Linked DNA regions of Hordeum vulgare: region 1 is linked to region 2. The links are chromatin contacts, called in public Hi-C maps. All regions are on one chromosome and are shown on one strand. The core of a region is the stretch at or near the end of the contact, and the rest is flanking DNA. Distances in the headings are between cores, read along the strand shown. Region 1 holds the start of LOC123449136 (protein MOS2-like). Region 2 holds the start of LOC123449131 (type II inositol polyphosphate 5-phosphatase 15-like).

Region 1 (3,878 bases), core at 968-3,467, 860 kb after region 2:
TCTCCCTGCAGCAAAAAACAAGTGAATCCCTCCAACTTCTTCAAGAGGTTCTCGACGATACAGAGTCACATTACAAAAGTTCTCTACACGACAGCCATGCATTTATGCAGACTTTGCTCCAAGTCTCCAAGGAGAGCTAAATTGGGCCCTCACCCGCAACCCGCCATGAACCATCAAAAGGTTGTACTATGGTGGAGAGTATGCTCGAGACGAAGATTGTGATCGCGCCAAGAGAGGCCCAAAGCCGTGTCGGGTCCTCTAGCATTTGAATCCAAGAAACTCCCCGAAGATGCTGAAGGTGAAGTCATCCATATCCCAAAGAGCGACGTGTCATGCCACTTAGGAACACCAAACTGAAGAACCTCCATTTGACACCATCGTCCACTATCCTCAAATGCCTCACATGGAGCCACGATGAATCCAGACCAATATGCGTGGGAGTCATCCTGCACCAAAGTCTACAGCCGCCAAGACAAAGCTTCTACGAGTCCACAATGGTCAAAGACGCAGGTGCACTCCTCCGCGGGTGTCGTCATCCAAAATATGGCAAATTTGGGGAATGCTCCGGTATGCATGCGACCATTTATCAGCTTGGGACTGGACCTAGAAAGAGGGGCACAGGAATATTGGGTTGGGCCCAGTACTGTACAAGTGTGCTTTATACCTACACCTTTTTCATTTTGTCATGAGCCAAATAGAGTTTACACGTGCGTAACACACAATAGAACAGAAAATGGCCAGACCCATAAATATTACAGAGGTTATCCTGACGTTGGGAACCTTCTACAAGGTTTCTTTTTTTTTTGCCAACCAGTTCTCCCTTGTTTTTTGTTTTATTTTTTTATTTTAAATGTGCGTTTTTCTTCTTCAATTTTTTTTTTCATTTAAAAAAATACGATCTGTTTTCAATAAACATTTTTTCAAATGTGCATTTTGAAAACCAATAAATATTTCTCAAATCCTTTTTTTCAGATTTGAGTTGTTTATTCAAACCATTAAACTTTTTTCTACCAAAATTTCTAACCAACTACATAAAGCAAGCGAGCCATCCAAACAGCACAAGTTTTACTAGTCTGGCCCATGGGAACCCGTGCGTGGCGTGGCGACAATTGTCGCTACTGGTTCTTATTTCACGCGTAGCGACCTACCGCGTACCCACCCCGCGCCCACCCATTCTTGTTTTCCCTAAACCAGTATTTTCTTGTTTCATTTCTAATATTTTTTTCCTTTTGTCCTTTTAATATATTTATTTTTCTTCTTCTCTTTTTCATCTATTATTTATTCTTATTTTTCATTTTTCTTTAATTCCTGACCTTTTTATAAAAACGTGAACTTTTTCATACTCATGAACAACCACTGAATACATGAATATATTTTTTCCATTCTTGGACAATTTTTTAATTCACAAAGAATTTTTCAAATGTAATGAATTATTATGAAATTTGTTAACATTTATTAAAATTTGCAAAAGTAAAATAAATTTTGTGAAATTTTATAAAAGACGAAACTTTTGAATTACTGTTTTTTAATTGGCCACCAGTTTTCGAAATTCATGAATAAATTTTCAAATTCATGAACATCTTTCTAAATCAAGATCATGTTTGAGTTTGCAAAAGAAAAATCAAATTTGAGATTTATTTTTCGAATTCAGGAATATTTATTTAATTTGAGAACATTTTTCAGGTTCGTAATTTTTTTTTGAATCTCATTTTGTAATGAAGCATAAGAAACACAAAATAGAAAAGAAAAACAAAAATAAAAATAAACCTTAAATAGAGAACAGGGGTGCCCACTACGCACATGGGCAGGCCAAAGCGATCGGGCGCCAACTTCAAACGATCACATCGATCGGATTTGCCGTCCAACCCACCATTGATTCGGGTGCCCGCTGTTAGCTTGGTCAGACTTTCTGTAATTTTGTCCATGAGTTTAGGAGATCGAATTTCAAGGCTCACAATTTAATGAAGCACGTTATTAGGTTAGGGATTGATCGTAATGTTTGGTTAGGCATCCCGGTGATCTCTCTTTCGTACCTGTAAACTTTGGTTAGGCATCCCGGTGATCTCTCTTTCGTACCTGTAATGTTTGGTTAGGGATTGACCGTAATGAAGCTTCACGAGATTATTTAAAAAACAAAGCTTGCTGGGCCAAACCCATAAAAATGCAGAAAGCCTTTCAAATGGACCACCGGGGGCCTCAGCCGATACCGAGTCTGAATAGACCGCGAGTCTCAACGTCACCCGAACTCAGTTCGTTCTTTCCTGGAGTATTTTTTTCGTGTTTCTGCGTCCCCCACAGACTCCACACGCTTTCCCCCAAATCGCCGCCGCCATGGAGAAGGAGAAGAAGCTGTCCTTCTCCATCCCTTCCAAGCTAAGGCCGCCCAAGCCGCCCCGCCCAGCCGCCGGCGCCGATTCCTCCGCCGCCAGCGGCGGCTCCGCTTCCGCGGCCGCTGCCCCCGCCCAGCAATTCGTCACCGAGTTCGATCCGTCGCAAACCCTAGCCGCCGGCGCCGGGTCCGCCGTCATCGCGCCCCTCCCCAACTCCGGCCACTTCCTCAACCACCGCTCACGCAGATCCTCCTCCCTCCCGACCCCCGAGGAGGAGGCCGCGCTTGCCGCCTCCACCGCCGGCGGCCCCACGTTCGTGCTCGACACCTCCGAGGCCCCCGACAACCCCTCCTCCCACATAGGCTATGGCCTCACCCGACGCGGCGCCGACGCCGACGCCGACGCTGAGGCCGACGCCACGGAGTCGGGTAAGACGCAGTCTTCCAAGGAAGCAGAGAAGAAGCCCACCTCTCCAGCCAGAGATGGCGGCTCCAGCGGCGACCTTATGCTGCGACGGTACAAGGAAGACATGGCCAGCCTCCCCGACCACCGTGGTATAGACGAGTTCGAGGAGGTGCCTGTGGAGGGCTTTGGTGCTGCCCTCCTTGCTGGTTACGGCTGGTCGGAAGGCAAAGGGATTGGCCGCAATAACAAGGGAGATGCCAAGGTTGTTGAGTATAACCGCCGTGCCGGTACACTGGGATTAGGCTACGACCCTTCTGAGGCAGACCCTAAGAAGACTCGCTCCGGCGACTGGGTTATTGGTGGAAAGAAGGCGACAGAGAATGGTGGAAAGAAGGCGGCAGAGAATGGTGGAAAGAAGGCGACAGAGAATGGAAATGCAAAGAAGAGAGATAGGGACAAGGAAGACAGAGTCCGGGAGAGGGATTCAAGTGCCCGGCAGAAGAGATCTGGTGATCTTAGGGCCGAGAGGGAGGTTCGGGAGAAAGAGAGAAATACTCGGGATAGTCGAGAAGAAAAGAGTAGCCGTGATGTTGGTAACAAAGTGCGCTGGTTACAGAGCAATATTAGAGTTAGAGTGGTTAATGAGAGGTTCAGCAAAAGGTTGTACTTGCAGAAGGCCAAAATTGTCGATGTGGTTGGGCTGACGACATGTGACATAATGATGGATGATGGGTCAGAGCTTGTGCAGGGGGTGGAGCAGGATATGCTCGAAACAGTCCTGCCGCGGACAAACGGGCGAGTGCTTGTGCTCTGTGGGAAGCACAAGGGGGTGTATGGGCATCTGGTAGAGAAGAATTCAGAGGCAGAGACTGCAGTGGTGGAGGATGCGGATACAAAAGACATGGTGCGTGTGAAATATGATCAGATTGCAGAGTACGTTGGGGACCCAGAATTGCTTGGACATTGATTTTTTCTTCTTGAAGAGGGGACATCTGTTTTCCAGGGGCTCTCCTAATGTGCTAGGTAATATCTGTTCCTTGGTAATAACTATCGGTTGCTGCTTGGATGTAAAATCTTGAACACAATGTTAATCGTGTTATTAATATTATTTGTTGCTTGCATGTATAAACCTTCAGCAAACTG
Region 2 (4,035 bases), core at 1,136-3,635:
GCCATTTTCAGTGCTGGCGAAAGTGGACTATGTTTCCTACAAGTTGATACTTCCTGGGCTGCCAGTTGCATCCAACATATCATGTTAGCTAGCTGAAGAAACAGCTAAGTCCCAAAGCAGTTCCAAACCCAACTTTACCCTTACTGAATGTTGATGGCCAGATATTGGTGGAACCAAAAGAACTACTTGAGAGCAAGCTCACCCGCATGTCCAGGGCAACATCACTATTCCCGTGATTCAGTGGAGCGTCAAATGGAGGAACATGCCACTGGAAATGGCAACCTGGAAGCGTTTCAGACTTAAGGGGCAAGTCTAAACTTCAGTAGGGGGAATTGACGAGTGAAGCGTTCCCTTTGAATACTTCATCTAACACCGGCTACATTATCTGTAACTCACTTACTGTTTCGCGCCCATCTTGATCAACATATGGCCCTCGTCTGTGATCCAACGGCTACCTTCAAAATACTATTTCGGGGACGAACGTGCTGTCAGACAAGCTGCTTTACCATCCCTTGCATTTACCTGTTCTACTTTTCACTTTACCTACTTTCCAGACTATATAAACCAGGAAGGAAAACCCTAGAAGCCATCTTGTTCACTTTGCGTTAAACCCTAGCCACCTCTGCTCGACATCTGGCCCCTATTTGCTCTTGTTATTGCCTATGTAAATTAATAATGGAGCAAGTAGCTACTTCTCTGCATATTCTTGTCTCGACCTTGCTTCCATGTTGAATTTCGTAATCAGACCGTGATACCTCGTGGGAATACAAGTTGCATATTCCTGACAGGAGTGATGTGTTGGAGGCTGGTTGCAGTGGCGTGCAACGCACAGATCCATGGGGTTGATGATAAAAGTATGAGCTCGAGGCAGATCATGTTGAAGTGGCGGTTGGTCGTGATGTGGGTCAGAGGATAACGGCATCAACACAGGGAGGGCATGGGTTTGGACTTGGATCCATGGGTCTTAGTAGTCTGCCCTCACAGATTAGTAACGCTGGGTGCTTCCTGATTCATGCAAATTTTAAGTGGGAGCGCGTAGAAACACTTGTTTAAACCAATCAGGTGGACAACTTTATTACATTATACCACATGGAGAGGTCTGCAGTCCTTGTGACTAGATAGCTAGATGTAGATAACTGATTTCACAGGATACATTGCAATGCTCGGACATGGCTTTAAGTCAGATAGCTATTTGTTTCAACATTTCAAGAATTAACTAGAACGTTTCAGGTAAAAAATAAATTGGGCATCATAGACACTACTATTTTCTACGATAAATTTAAGCTATTCAGCGTCCCTTCTATGTTGATATAAATTAGTAAATTGTGCGTTCCTGCTGATATTTTTTACTTCCTTGAATAGATATGTGTCAGCCACTTGTTTACAGATGGTGGTAGTGTAGGCATGAATGTCATTAACCACGGTGATCAATTGCAATGTAGTATGTCACAAGGTTGCATGAAGATCATACTGACTGACATGAAACTGAGCCAAGGGGAATTACCATATGGAGAGATGACCATTGCAAATACCGGTCCAGGGTGTGCATCCCACCCAATGCACTCCCCGGCCTCCGGACTTGGGTCAGCACCCCAACACATGATCCGCCCGTTGGTGTGCCCGCTCCACACCAAACCGCGGCCGGGATCAACCACGAGGCAGAGTGCAGGCGGTGTCTTGCGCGACTCCCGAAAGGGCGCGCTGGCCTCGTCTCCCCACCGCCGCGGAGACGTGGGTGATCGGAAGGCATCCGCGAGGTCCCAAACCCTGACGCCGGCCTCGCCCGCCGCCCAGAGGTGAGTGGAGGTCCCGGCACCGGGAGCAGCGCAGCAGGCGAGAGCAGAGAGGGCGATGCCAGACTGTGACTCCCTCGGTGGCCTCGGGCGCAGCTCCAGCGGGGGCGGGCGGTCAGCGCGCACGGCGGCGCGAGGGGGCGGGCGGTGGACGCGGGATTGGGATGCCGACGCGGCGAACTCCGAGAGCGAGTTGGAATGGTGGGGGCCCGGGGGCGGAGGGCAGACGTCCGCTGCCGCGGGGCGAGAAGCGGCCGAGAAGGCCGGGAGGGAGTGGCTGGGGTGGATGGGCTGAGGGGCAACAGCGCGGTGGAGGGAATCGGAGAAGGAAGCGGAGGCGGATGCAGCAGGGATGGAGGTGACCGGGAGGGATGCTGAGCGGAAAGCCGATGGATGGGGCGGGGAGGTGGAAGGGATGGGATCAGGGGCTGGCGGAGGTGTAGGGGGCGAGATGGAGGCGGAGAGGAAGAAATCATCGGGGACATCGTCCCACGGGGAGGAGACGACGGCGGCGGGTGTCGCGGTATCGCCGGGATCCGCCATTGCGGAGATCGGGGGTGACAGGCTGACCAGTAGGTGAGGTAGAAAGGACTTGCGCGGACGCGGCTTGACTGCTCCCCCCGCCGCGCGGGGGCCACCCTGGACGTGCTCCCATGTCCCATCGGTGCTCCCGCCCGCTCATTCTTCATCCCACGGTTCTCATCCCACGTCTTTTTTCCCAGCCAAAAGAAAAACACACGAAGAAAAAAACATTGCTAGCATAGCACCTTTTGAATTTATTTTGACCGCATAACCTGCAATTTCCAACATTGGCATCAAGAGCTAGGTCATGCAGTCATCAGGTTCAATCAATCCGATGTGCAACTATGTCAACATGGTTCATTGGAAACTCTAGTCCTCTCCATGTACTGGGCTGCTTCGAATTCTTCTTGTGTCGTCGGTTTCCTGTGAGTCCAATGTGAACCATGTCGTATGGTGGGCTTATTTGGTTTAATCATTGTCGTCGTTTTGTAGGACTGCTCTACTGAACTTCTCTCTCTTTAGAAAAAGGAAACTTCTCAAACCTTCCTTTACACTAAGAAATGAGAACACAACTCAGAACCCACCTTCTCACAAGAAGGTTGTCGGTTTCTAAGGACCACACATTGGGTTGTCGACTACAAACCTTTATGAGTTCGGACAGGGATGGACGCGTCTAGCTTCATAAGTCATGGACGATCGAAAGAGGAAAAATAAAGAGTAGAACGTGTCGGAGTACCGAGGTTGAGGTCACCGTGTTGGTGTAATACCCTACTCATTCTTTGCGTTTGATATTTCAAAGATCCTCCTAACAATGTATCGTGGTTCCCTCACATTTATACTATTCTCACCTCTCCCCTCTCTCCGCGGCCATCGTCATGTTCCCGCTTCACAGAGAGAGAGAGAGGGGGGGGAGAGAGAGAGACCATGGTGGCAAAGGCAGACTCGCCTCTTTCCGTGATGGCCAAAGGGGGCACCCTTTTAACCATCCCATGTACCATGTTATAGGACAGCCCTCTAGCATGCTCGTGCGGGTCCTTCAACCATAGTGTGGATGATATGAGAGCACAGAGCGTCATCATGCAGCCTTGAGTCAGGCCTTATCACAACACTAGCTTCATTTGTCTTCTGATGTGGCCTTCGTCCGAACTCCACACAAGACACTTTTTCAATAACCCACCTCTTGGTCCCTCAGGGCAGCGAGGGATTTTTGGATGGTATTCCCAGGAACCTCTTCCCGGGAACCGTCTTGTCGTATCGAGCCAGGTGGGGTACCCTTTCAAACGGTTCTTTGCACCTTCCCGGGCGTCACCGTCGGGCCGATAGTTAGACGGACATGAGTACCCTGTAAATAGTTAGTCCGACAAAGGAAAACCTTGTACATTGATCAAATCTTCTTTTCACATCCATAAGACAGGCTATGGGCTATCCGATCATTAAAAAATACGATACCATAGCCCTTTTTCCTTAAAAAGGAAAGAACGTGGAATAGGAAGTTTTTTGTTCCCTTTTTGCATGAGATTATTTTTATGTTTTCGTTGGAATCTCGCATGCGCTCGATCGATTTGTAATGCAGGAAACCAGGATTCTACTGCGACGCATGTACCCACGTCAACTTGTTATTTATATCCCTCGTTGGTACTTTTTTTAAGGACCACACTCCAAACGCGTATTGTCACACACACACTCGTTGTGAAAGGATTGATATAAACCTAAAAATAGA

Evidence for each region. Hi-C and Micro-C count contacts between places; a contact is called where the count stands out from the background.
Region 1: a Hi-C map of leaf shows a contact between it and region 2, with 2.4 times the contacts expected there. The contact joins the promoter of LOC123449136 here to the promoter of LOC123449131 in region 2. A contact is called at or near these places in 3 of 6 Hi-C or Micro-C datasets (leaf and seedling) and 1 of 1 datasets of contacts at active chromatin or transcription factors (embryo).

The regions. Positions count from the first base shown.
Region 1 is chr4H:497,731,683-497,735,560 of MorexV3_pseudomolecules_assembly, forward strand. It overlaps LOC123449136 (protein MOS2-like), which reads left to right and starts at 2,218. Exons shown (of 2, transcript XM_045126234.1): 1 at 2,218-3,758. The coding sequence starts at 2,332. The coding sequence ends at 3,702.
Region 2 is chr4H:496,872,134-496,876,168 of MorexV3_pseudomolecules_assembly, forward strand. LOC123449131 (type II inositol polyphosphate 5-phosphatase 15-like) reads right to left here and starts at 2,386. Exons shown (of 11, transcript XM_045126228.1): 1 at 1,505-2,386. The coding sequence starts at 2,336.